3 separate regions of the Hordeum vulgare genome follow, and all the other regions are linked to region 1. Evidence: chromatin contacts called from public Hi-C data. All regions are on one chromosome and are shown on one strand. The core of a region is the stretch at or near the end of the contact, and the rest is flanking DNA. Distances in the headings are between cores, read along the strand shown. Region 1 holds the start of LOC123402435 (purple acid phosphatase 18). Region 2 holds the start of LOC123404646 (disease resistance protein RGA2-like). Region 3 has its middle 110 kb from the start of LOC123404311.

The links. Hi-C and Micro-C count contacts between places; a contact is called where the count stands out from the background.
Region 2: a contact with region 1 is called in a Hi-C map of leaf, with 4 times the contacts expected there. The contact joins the promoter of LOC123404646 here to the promoter of LOC123402435 in region 1. A contact is called at or near these places in 3 of 6 Hi-C or Micro-C datasets (leaf and seedling) and 1 of 1 datasets of contacts at active chromatin or transcription factors (embryo).
Region 3: a contact with region 1 is called in a Hi-C map of seedling, with 2.0 times the contacts expected there. The contact joins the enhancer-like site here to the promoter of LOC123402435 in region 1. A contact is called at or near these places in 2 of 6 Hi-C or Micro-C datasets (leaf and seedling).

The regions. Positions count from the first base shown.
Region 1 is chr6H:57,736,518-57,740,507 of MorexV3_pseudomolecules_assembly, forward strand. It overlaps LOC123402435 (purple acid phosphatase 18), which reads left to right and starts at 2,302. Exons shown (of 5, transcript XM_045096357.1): 1 at 2,302-2,674; 2 at 3,780-3,990. The coding sequence starts at 2,414.
Region 2 is chr6H:57,303,876-57,307,865 of MorexV3_pseudomolecules_assembly, forward strand. It overlaps LOC123404646 (disease resistance protein RGA2-like), which reads right to left and starts at 1,867. Exons shown (of 3, transcript XR_006611877.1): 1 at 1-1,867.
Region 3 is chr6H:58,133,077-58,137,066 of MorexV3_pseudomolecules_assembly, forward strand. No RefSeq gene overlaps it. Among protein-coding and RNA genes, the nearest start is that of LOC123404311, 110 kb to the right of the region's middle. Within about 2 kb of position 1,790, at least 1 of the 3 cell types and tissues checked has open chromatin away from gene starts, as enhancers often do. A contact at or near this core is called in seedling, where this site is marked.

The DNA of each region.
Region 1 (3,990 bases), core at 1,052-3,551:
CGTTTTAGTATTTAGATACATCCATTTCTAGATAAACTTAAGACAAGAATTTTGGGACGGAGGAAGTATTTTACTAACTTTAATCCATATATGCATGTCTTTTATGACATAACACGGTCTTCAAGATGATATTTTGATCTTCAATTCATGTACAAACAAGTTGCCTTTTCACATAATATATTTATGCATTATAGAAGGATATTGTTTTGATATTTTCAAATAGTAACGCTCACACGTATGACATGTTTGCATTTCGTCTATACGCGTCGATCCATGTTGATTATGTTTTTCACGAATCCTAAAGGAATTTGTGAAAAATTCAGTGCCGCGTAGGCATCGTCGTGTGTATTGGCATTGGAGAGTTCATCCACACGATCCGCAACACGTGGTTGACAGCTGCGCCGTGTTGGTGAATCAGTTTCTGTCCACATAGTCATCACCTAGTACATGCGTGTGTGGACGGACTGCTCTTCGTTAACATGATGCTCGTACGTTGATAGATGACAACTGATGTTGCGCATATGTGGCAACTAGGTAAACACACATGACAACTATGATTCGTTTACTGGATAACAACTACAGTTGCGCGTATGTGGCAACCAGGTAAACAAACATGGCAACTATGATTAACCATACATGGTAATTATGGTTGGACCACAACTAGGTAAACACATATGTCAACTATTGTCGGGTAACTGAAGTGTAATTCCATGGGTAATTATAGTGAACCCAAATCAAAAAAGAGTTTTCATGCTTTTATAACTACATTTGCCATTCCGGGTATCTAAAGTTGGCATCCCCAAGGGTAACTAACATGCCATCCAACAAGTAACTAACATAGCTGCGCCAGGACATGTGGACAGGTTTGCTTCGTGTGACACGTGCGGATGGGATGAGTAGTACTTGTTGGACGTGTGGCACGAAGTAGCTGCGCCCACACGTGTGTGCATTTCTAATGTTCGTCCGAATACGAGTCGTGTGGGCTGCCTCCTGCATATGTCACACACAGTGTATGGATGGATTTCTAATATGTCACATGTGTGGTGAATATCAGCGTCAAACATACAAATGTTAACCTCATAAAATCCCAAAATAATCAATATTACACCTAAATGATAACGTCCATACGTGTGGCACGAGATAACATGGTCCACATATCTCTATAGTCATTCATATTGCCACATCAAACATATGACATCAACGAAATCTTTTTTGTTAGACTTAAAAATGTTTTATCTCTTAAATAAAAAATCCAATTAAAAATCCATTTTCACCATTAGATCCGTCTTGACGAGATCTTTAAAACTACATCACATATTGATATGTTTTGATGACTTCTTTTAGGCTACAAGTTGCCACATGTTTACGTTAAAGTTATCATAGGGTTTATAATAAAGCTGCCATGACATGTTTCATTTAGTGTTTTCTTCTAGATTTAAACCTACCATTGTATTTCAACTACTTTTCGCAACAATTTTTATTAATTGGCCATGTCAAATTTTAGTAATTAACCATGATAAATTTAATTCATGTATCATGGCAATTTTAGTATTTTGATCATAACAATTCTATTATTTTGAACATGAAAAATATTTTTTGTATGAACCATGATAAATTTTAATGCATGTATTATGACAAATTTAAATAGTTTACCATGCCAATTTTAGTTTATAGTTCATGGCAAATTTAAGCCAGTGATCATGCATTTTTTAAATAACTGACGATATATTTCATTTTTACTTATAAACCATGTTAAAATAATATCATGGATCATGACAAATTTTAGTAATTCATCATGGAAAGTTTAGTTTGTTAATTTCTTTTTAATAACATGTCAAAGTTTATTTTAAACGTAGAAGAAAAAGTAGTTGAAATATATCATGACAACTTGAGTGTAATCGTGATGATAATTTATTTGCAATAGACATGACAATTTTTAACCACCAAAATAATCATCGAAACATATCAATATGAAATCTATTTCAAAGATCTCGTTGCGTCGGATTTAATGATGAAAACGGTTTTTCAATCTGATTTTTTTTTAAATTAAAATATTTAAAAATAAAAAATAAAAAGTTTGTTAACATCATCAGTTTCGTCGCTTGTAAGTTGTAAGTACGTACAATGAGATGTCACAACATTTAATCATTGAACATGTAGGCTGCAGTGTCGTTGCTTCTATCATACGGATGACTTAGCACGATCCATATTATATCATGAATAGGAGGTGACACCAGTCCATATAAAAAGAGGTGGCCTACTTAAAATCTTTTCTGAAAGTCGGTCTTCAAATCGTGACAAACGCGCTCACACAAAGTAGGAAAAGAAAACAGAACAAACCAGGTTGCTTGCAGCACGACTCCAAGCCTCCAACAACCCGAGAGCACTGAGCAAGCCAGGCGGTCGCGGCGCGATGGAACCCCTGGGCGCAGCTGCAGCGCGGAGGAGGCCTCCCAGTCCCGCCATGGCCGCGCCCGCGCTCCTCCCACTCCTGCTCCTCCTCGCGCTCGCCCTGTCCTCCTGCGTTGGCGCGGCCGCCGCCTCCGGGGCTCCGGTCGGGGAGGACTACGTCCGGCCGCCGGCCCGGCCCCGCCTGGGCCAGCGGAGGGCCCTCCTCGGCCTCTTCCCCTGGAGCAAGAAGAAGGCCTCCGCCTCCGCCTCCGATCCCCAGCAGGTGACGTGACCTCCCGCGCTCTTTGCTCTTGGTGAATCGGCCCGTCCGAAGGGGATTGGCGACGTTTTGGGAAGAAAAGAAATGGACTTTTTCTTTCTTTCTTTGTTACTGTAGATCAGACTGCGAGCTAGCGGCTAGATCGTTCCACGGTTATTTCTTCGTCTAGTTGTAACTGGAATCGACGATTCGGTGTTGTGGCTCTATTCGGCGGCCAGAAAATAGTATTTCCTCTGTTCGTTCCAAAATAAGTATTTCAAGTATAGTATAACTTTGTACTAGAGCAAGTATAAAGTCAAAGTTGAGATACTTATTTTGGGACTGAGGGAGTACTACTATAATTCACCATACAACAGAGCAGCTTTAAACTAGTAGTACTACTAAACTGTGGATGTCTTATTAGAGGCCTAGTTGTCCTCATATATCTAGTTCGACAATTTGCTGGACATATCTTGATTCCAGTCTTGGATGGTAGTGTGTTTTGTTGGTGAGGCTCAATGTTTTTTGTGTGGGCATTGAGTAGTTGAGACTACTTTGCGTCTGTGCTATTCTAATTATGCCCTGTAGTCTGGATTGAACTGATCAATTTGTCATACACAAGTACAGATGATGGAAGTAATCATACTCCAGGTTATGTTGAATTGATAGTATCTTGATTTTGTATTTGATCGTGTCAATAGCAGTATTTTATCTACTCCCTCCGTCCTAAAATTCTTGTCTTTATTTTGTCTAGATATGAATGTATCTAGTCATGTGTTAGTATTTAGATACATCCATTTCTAAACAAACATAAGACAAGAATTTTGGGACGGAGGGAGTATGTTTGGCCTTACACACAGACACAGGATCATTTACCTTCCAGTTAATTTAATCTACCCCTGTCCCAGACAGACTTATTTCTTGCGTTGGGGCCGATACCCGAAACACTTCTAGTTCCACAATGTTAAGTTACCTGAATTCACCATACATTAAGTAGCTCTACCAGATCCTGTGTGTTATCCTACAGCAGTTTCAAAGTCCTCATTCATAGCTTTGGTGTTGGACAATTTTTTGCTACTACAAGTTCATCAACTACTGAACTCTGTGCTATAATTAATATGTTTTACAGGTGCACATTTCGCTATCTGGAGAGAAGCACATGAGAATTACATGGGTCACAGATGATAACTCTGTTCCCTCTGTTGTGGACTATGGAACTAAGTCCAACACATACACATCCTCATCTGATGGAGAAAGCACGTCCTACAGCTACTTAATGTACAGCTCGGGAAAGATCCACCATGTTGTTATTGGACCTCTTGAAGACAACACTGTATACT
Region 2 (3,990 bases), core at 617-3,116, 430 kb before region 1:
CTGAACATCAAGAGCATAACCCCAGGAATGCAATGCGCGGGCTTTACGAAGTGTGCTCCGGAGAACTTCAGAGGGACCCATGTCATCACCCAACGATGCATAGTGGCAGCATGCTTCGGCGCGCACATTGGCATTCTTGGAGTTGACGATCTGGACTTCATCCCCGGCAACAGACTGAGCAAGGTCATGCACCAAGTCATGAATCTTGTACTTGACATTGCGATCTTCTTCTAGTTCTTTCTTTGATAAATCGTGCTCCACTACTTCTTGAAGGAAAGACATCCACAGCAAGTGCTCGAAATAGTCGTTGGCTTGATCGAAAACCGATTGGCAGCCATACTTTGTGGGCTCAATGAAGCCAAGAGCAATCCATCGCTGAATGAGCTTGTCCCTGTTAATCTCATAGTTTCTTGGAAGTGATGCACAATAGGCGAAGCACTGCTTCAGACCAGGTGGCATTTGGTCATAGGTAAGCTTGAGAGACGGCAAAATTGTGTTCTCCTTGTCCAGCTGCCATATCTCACTGTCCTTGACAGCAATCCATGATTCCTCATTCCTCTTGAACCGCAGCATGCTCCCAAGAGCCTTGGCGGCCAACGGCACGCCGCCGCATTTCTGGACAATCCCCTTCCCTAACCTGACCAGCTTGGGATGCAGATCCTCCTCCCCTTCCTCAAAAGCCTTTCCCTTGAACAGCTCCCAACAATCATCATCGGAGAGGCCTTCGAGAACGAATGGCGGCACGGTGCGCACCATCATGCCAACCTTGCGGCTCCGTGTGGTCACCATGATCTTGCTGCCTCGCTTGCCATCCTTGAGGAGAAGCTTCAGACGCTCCCACTCGTCCTGGTTCTCGCTCCACACATCATCAAGAACCAGCAGGTACTTCTTCCCCGTGAACGTCTCGGACAAGAAGTTTGCAATTTCCTCCAAGCTGGTCAGATCGCGCTTCCGCTTGGTCGCGCTCACGATCGGCTGGATCAGCCTTCTGAGGCTGAAATCCACGGACATGGAGACCCAGATCCGGAGGTCGAACACCTCGTCGTTGGCCCTCCGGTCGTTGAACACCAGCTGCGCGAGCGTCGTCTTGCCGAGGCCGCCGAAGCCGACGATGGGGATCACGGACACGTCCTCCTCGCTCGCCGCGTCAAGGACAATCTTCATGAGCTTCTCTTTGTCCGCGGCCCTCCCCACCGTCTTGGCCTCGTCGACCTTCGAGATGGTCTCGCGCTTCGGGGGAGCGACCGGTTGCGCCGGCGGAGAAACGTTGGGATTCAAGCGGAGCCTGTCCCTCCCGGCGGCGATGGCGTCCAGCTTGCGCCTCAGGGACCTCAGCCTGTGCGCCATGACGACGGAGCTGACGATGCAGGTGGCCGCGGAGCCGCACGCCGGGTTGCCCCGGCTCCGACGGCGGCGGGCGGCGCGCAGGTCCGAGTGGCAGGCGTCGAGGAAGTCGTCGATGTCGTGGGCGAGGTTCTTGAGCCTGCGCAGCCAGTCGCGGACGGCGCTGTCGCCGCTGCCGCCGCGCACCTCGGCGTCCGCGAGCACGCTCCGGATGGTGGCGAACTCGTCCTCCATGGCCCTCAGGTCAGTCCTGAAGCTCCTCAGCAGCGTGAGCTCTCCCCAAACCGAGGACCCGAACTTCGCCAGCACCGAAGCAAGCACCCCCTCCGCCATGGATCTCGATCTCTCTCTCTCACTCTCCCAACCTCTCCAGTCTCTACGCACACAGTCAACACAAACCAAACAGTGTCGCGGTGGCGCGGTGCGGGTCACTACAAATCTATACAGAAAAGTCAAGTCAACAGTCAACACAACGAAACCCCTTCTATATCAATCAAAAGAAGAAAAAACCTAGAAAATAGGAAAATTTAAAGAAAAGCGCCACACCACAGCTTTTTCATGCAGCTCGCATAGCCTCATGCATATACAAGAATCTTCTACCTAATGCTTACACAATCGCATTATATGCTTTTTTAAATTTTAAAAATGATTTATCTCACAAATTAATAATTTGATTGGAGATCCGCCTTTACTGTTAGGTTCGTCTCGACGAAACCTTCAAAATAAGATCTCATGTTGACATATTTCATTGATTTTTTTTCATCGTTCCTAGTTGCCATATTTATGTTATCATAGTTGTCATCTTACGAGTGTACAGTTGTCATAAAAAATATACATAGTTATCGAGACAATAATTTTATACTTGTTAAGCATTGCAATGTTATGTGAAGCTAAAAAGTGGGTATTAAAGGGATAATTCGTTTCTGAGCACGGGCTCAGATGCTCCTGCTGACGAAAAAAATAAAAAGAAATACTAAAAAAATTCAAAAAAATCCAATTTTTTTTTGAATAGTAGACAATTTGATGCGCAAGGTCCGCTCCAAATTTCACATCATTTGGACATTCGAGCATCTCTCAGCAAAGAAGACAAATTGGGTCAAAAAAATTGTAAACAGTGAACCTTTTTCACAGACCCAGATTTTGTCTTTTTTGTTGAGAGCGCCTCAGATCCCCAAATAAACTTAAAATTGGAGCGGGCCTCGCGCATCTAATCATCTACCACATGCAAAAAAATTGGATTTTTTTGAATTTTTTTTGTATTTGTTTTGATTTTTTCCGTCGGCCCGGGTGCAGATGCACCCGAGAGCCAAAACGCCGCACTCGTATTAAAGCACTAACAATAAGAAAGTAAATGCATGAACTAGCAACTAAATGCATGAACTAGCACAAGTACAATGATTCAAGTTTTTTAGTGGGGTATATCGACATTCATAAGCGTGATAACCAAGTTGATTTAATGTGAGAACTATGTGAAAAATAATACGACAAGTAAGAGATAGCAATCTGTAAAAAACTAACGAAAATAAAAATTATTGAAACATATCGACATGGAATCTAGTTTTAAAAATCTCGTCGTGAAAACATCAGTGGTGAAAGTGGATCATTAATTGAGATAACGGTTTGGAAGATAAATCTTTTTTAAATGCAAAATGAAAAGAATATTTAATGATGTCATGCTTGTGTAATGTTGCATGCATGCAAGGAATGGATGGAAGGGAGCCGCCGCACGGGAAAACTAATATGCAGCGCTGCTCCCTAGTGAAGTCCTTAATTCAATGTGTGAACTCCATTTTTTCATCGAAACTTCCAATCTATTCTTCTTTCTCCTTAACATAACAAACACAAAAAGTAATAAAAAAATATATCCAGATTCGTAAACATCTGGCATGACTACAAGCATTAAAATGAGCCGAAGACGGGTCGTCCTCATCGAACCATCCTCGTTGGAGTTGGGCAAAACTTTTTTAGTACACAATCGAAAAGTCGACGTGCTAAGGCCCCATAAAACAAATGCACGAGAACAACAACCGACATTGAAAAAGAGTATCATAGATTGGAAGGGTGCAACCTGAATACAAATGAACGTAGACGAATGATGACCATATCCGAGTAAATCTACCAAAGGGAAATTCGCGAGAGACATACATCCACATGCCCACTGACAATGCTAGACGCACCACCGAGACGGGGGTTAGACCGGGAGCACTTTTTTTGAAACTGTAAGCGGGGAGGGGGGAGACTCTCCACCTGAATATATTTCAATAGAATTATCCAACAAGGATTAGTTTAAGAGAGACTAGAGGAGAAAAAAATCCCGCCATGGATTTGTGAGAAATCACTTTTGAGTCCATAGAAAAGCCAATACTATTAAAAGGGTGTGAGGTAGTAAAATGAACTGATTGCTCAAAATGCTCAAAGTTAGCCACCAAAATACTAACTCACTTTTCCACATATCCACTCTATCAAATTCCATATACACAAATTCGAGCTAATTTTTTTTAAATATTGCTTTTTTTCAAATCTTTTTGAAAAATAATGTGTCTATTTGAAATTTTTCAAAAATATTATAACGTCGGCCTCCCAGTGGCCGACTACCACTTGTCGGCTTGCCACTGGCCGAAAGGTGGCAGTCGGCCACCAGTTAGC
Region 3 (3,990 bases), core at 540-3,039, 400 kb after region 1:
ACCTTTTTTGTGTTTCATTATTTCAATTTATTTTTTGCCTTCTTTAATGTAATTTGTAATTTTTCAAAATGTTCATTAAATTTTCACGGATTCAAAAAATGCTGATGATTTTAGAAAGATTTTGAGTTTCGAAAAAAATTCCTCATGAAATCATAAAATGTTGGGAGTTTCAAAGAAGGTTCAGAAAATCATAAAATGTTCGCGAATTCAAAAATGTTGATGATTTGAAAACAATGTTTGCATATTTTAAAAGAATTTAGAATATCCAAAAAATATATTCAGAAAATATAAAACATTCATGATTTGAAAATGATCATCACCTGGGGAGTTCGAGGTTCGATTCCTGAACATACATCTTTTTTCTGTTTCATTATTTCAATTTATTTTTTGCCTTCTTTAATGTAATTCGGAATTTTTCAAAATGTTCATTAAATTTTCACGGATTCAAAAAATATTGATGATTTTAGAAAGCTTTAGATTTTCGAAAAAAAATCCCTCATGAAATCATAAAATGATGGGAGTTTCAAGGAAGGTTCAGAAAATCATAAAATGTTCGGGGATTCAAAAATGTTGATGATTTGAAAACAACGTTTGCATATTTGAAAAGAATTTGGAATTTCAAAAAATATATACAGAAAATATATAACATTCATGATTTGAAAATGATCATGTATTCAAACATAGAAAACATGTTCATGAAATCGTAAAATGTCTAGGAATTTAAAAGAAGGATCAGGAAATCATAAAATGTTTGCGCGTTCAAAATTGTTTATGATTTTCAAAAAGCTGTTCGCATATTATAAAAGAATTCACAATTTTGACAAATATATTCTGAAAAAATATATAATGTTTCTTATTTCAATATTTTTTATTCTATAAATTAATTCACTATTTTCAAAATTCTATATTTTAAAAGTTTCGAGTTTTGGAAAAACAAATCATGAAATTATAAAATGCTTGGTAATTTTAAAAAACGGTTTCAGGAAATCATAAAATTTTCACGGACTAAAAAATGTTGATGATTTTATAGAACAGTTCGTATATCGTTCACAGTTGTGAAAAATATATTTAGCAAATATAAACCGTTCAAGATTTTGACAATGATCATGTATTCAAAACATATAGGTGAATTTAAAGAAAATGTGTGTGAAATTTTAAAAAATGTTCACAGAAACTCAAGAAAATGCGAATTTCAAATTTTGTACTCCATTTATGATAAAGTTCATCGATTCAAAAAATGTTCACTGAGTAAAAAACTATCCATGCATTTCACAAAAAAAGATAAGTGGACATCAATCGGCAAAATTTGATAACATGAACACCACGACTATCATCAATGAGGGTGGCAAAAAGATAAGTGGTAATATGATGGGCATCTTGGTAAAATAGAAAAATAGAGGACGCTCGTATATCAGGGTATTGAGCCATACTTATTTGGCTACGACGTAATGTTTTTGTTTCTCGTTGCAACGCACGGGCATATTTGCTAGTAATAATAAAGCGTCGACTGCTTCTGTCGTCCGTCGTGTCACTTTTACAAAAAATCCCTGACATTTTCTGAAATCAACCCGTAGTCCAAATTTAAGTCAGAGAACGAATATTTTTCTACATTATACATAAAACCCCCTATATTTAATCGAAACTAACCCGCAGTCCCGGTCCGGTGCAGTCCAAAAGATAAGTTGGTTTCAAATTGCTCCTAAAGTTGACTAAAATTATCCACCAATGCTACCTATTAGTCATAGAAAACGTTTCAAACAGGAAAATCTCCGGACAGGGCCAACCCATGTAGGCAACTCCTATAGTACGCTCTCGGCGTTGGAAAAAAATGCAGCGCACCTGTTTGGGCCGGCCCATGCGTGGGTGCCTGTTTTTTTGGTTTAGTTTTTTTATTTTATTTTCAGTTTCATTTTATTTTTGCACTTTAAATAATTTAGAACTTCAAATAACTTTTCCCTATTTTAAGAAACTAAGAATTTCGAAATAAAATATTCAAAAAAACATATTTTTTTTAGAATTCAAAAACTACTCAGGAGTTTTGAAACATGTTTACATATGCAAAAAAATGTTTAAATTTTGAGAAAATGTCCATAAAATTAACAAATTCAATGATTATAAACAAAAGTCCATGTAAAAATCTTAAAAACAGTTCGTGCCTCTTTTTTTAGTCTTGTTTTTTATTTTCATTTTTCTGTTCCATTTGTTAATTTAAATAATTTAGAACTTTGAAAATGTTTTGCAATTTATAAAACTGAGAATTTTGAAATAAAAGTTTGAAGAAAACATAAAATGTTTGTGAATTCAAAAATGCTCGGAATTTTTGTAAAAATATTCGCATATTCAGAAAAATGTCCATAATTTTGAGAACAATGTTGGTGAAAACAATAAAAGTCCATAATTTTCAAAAAAAGTTTTTTTATTATTGTTTGAGTGCAATTTAAAAAATGTTTGCTAATTCAAAAAATGTTCATGCATTTCAAGAAATGTCCTAAAATTTTAAAGGCATAATATGATCAACATCATTGAAGATTTTAATTGTTTTTCTCCCGTTGTAACGCACGACCCTTTTGCTAGTCTTGGTAATACGTATACATCAATTACACACATATGTGGACTCACTCAATGCATCATGCTGGCCTAAGGCATGTTTCGATCTACTTACTAGTTAACAACCGAGTTTTCTTCACCGATCCACGTCAAAATCATCGCTCGTGCAGACGTCTTGAAACTAGCTAATTAATTAGCCACTATTCTCAAAATACTAGAAAAAAAACAAAGACCTAATTGCATGCAAGCAATCAACCAAGAGCAACGACCCTGATGAAGCTATAGACCCTGGTGAAGTGTCATGTAGTCAACGTTCACATGACAACACTAAGTCTGACCATAGTGGGAGTAACTTAGATAGATCATGTATTTGGGACTAACAAATATGCTGATGTGGTAGACAATTAAAGAAGACAGAGAGGATAGAGTAACATAGGTAGATAATGTAACATGTTAAATGCTATGCTACTATGTGTCATGCATGATAATAAATGAGGTCATCTATGATACTCCCTCCGTCCCAAAATAACTGTCTCAAGCTTAGTATAACTTTGTACTAGAGCTAGTACAAAGTTGAGACACTTGTTTTGGGACGGAGGGAGTACTAGTTTATGATATTATGCATTAGGCTGGTTATAACGAAGAGTATCATATACTAGTATCATGCATATGATACTAGTATATGACATTATATTCGTAATGCAAAGTATCATATGTTAGTATCATAAAATAATTCATTAATTGTCATGCATGACACATAGTAGCACAACATTTAATATGATATGGTATCATGCTATGATACTCAATCTCTTTTTTTTTATTTAATTCTATGTCACATCATTAAAATTGACTAGTTGACATGCATGATACTATCTATGATACTATCATTACAACCAACCTTATGAAGATAGTATCATATAATAGTATCGTATGTATGATACTAATACTCCCTCCGTCTGACTTTATTGGGCCCGTAAGCCAAAACACAAAGACCAAGGACATACACACATCTAGAGTAAATCTGCTTAATTTGCTCTTAATTGCCCTATTGAACATGCCTAGCTATTAACTAAAGCAGCACATGCAGCGGCCTGCATGCGCATGCAGCCTGCATCCATGCCCAATTAGCAAGGTTCCGGCGTCGGCTCCAATGCAAGAATGCATGCACGGGAGAGATTTCACGTAATAAAGCAATGTAATTAATGTACGGGTCTAATAAACATGTACAGACATATGTGGCTCACGGGCCCAATAAACCCGGACAGAGGGAGTATATGGTAATCCCTACTATGGCCATCCTAAAGATAGCAACAACATACATATCATAAAAATAAATACCAACTTCACATGATTCATTATAACAAGACTTCTCCCATGTCCTCGAGAACAAAAACAACTACCCACAAATCATCACCATGTTTAAGATCAGATGTGTAATGAATA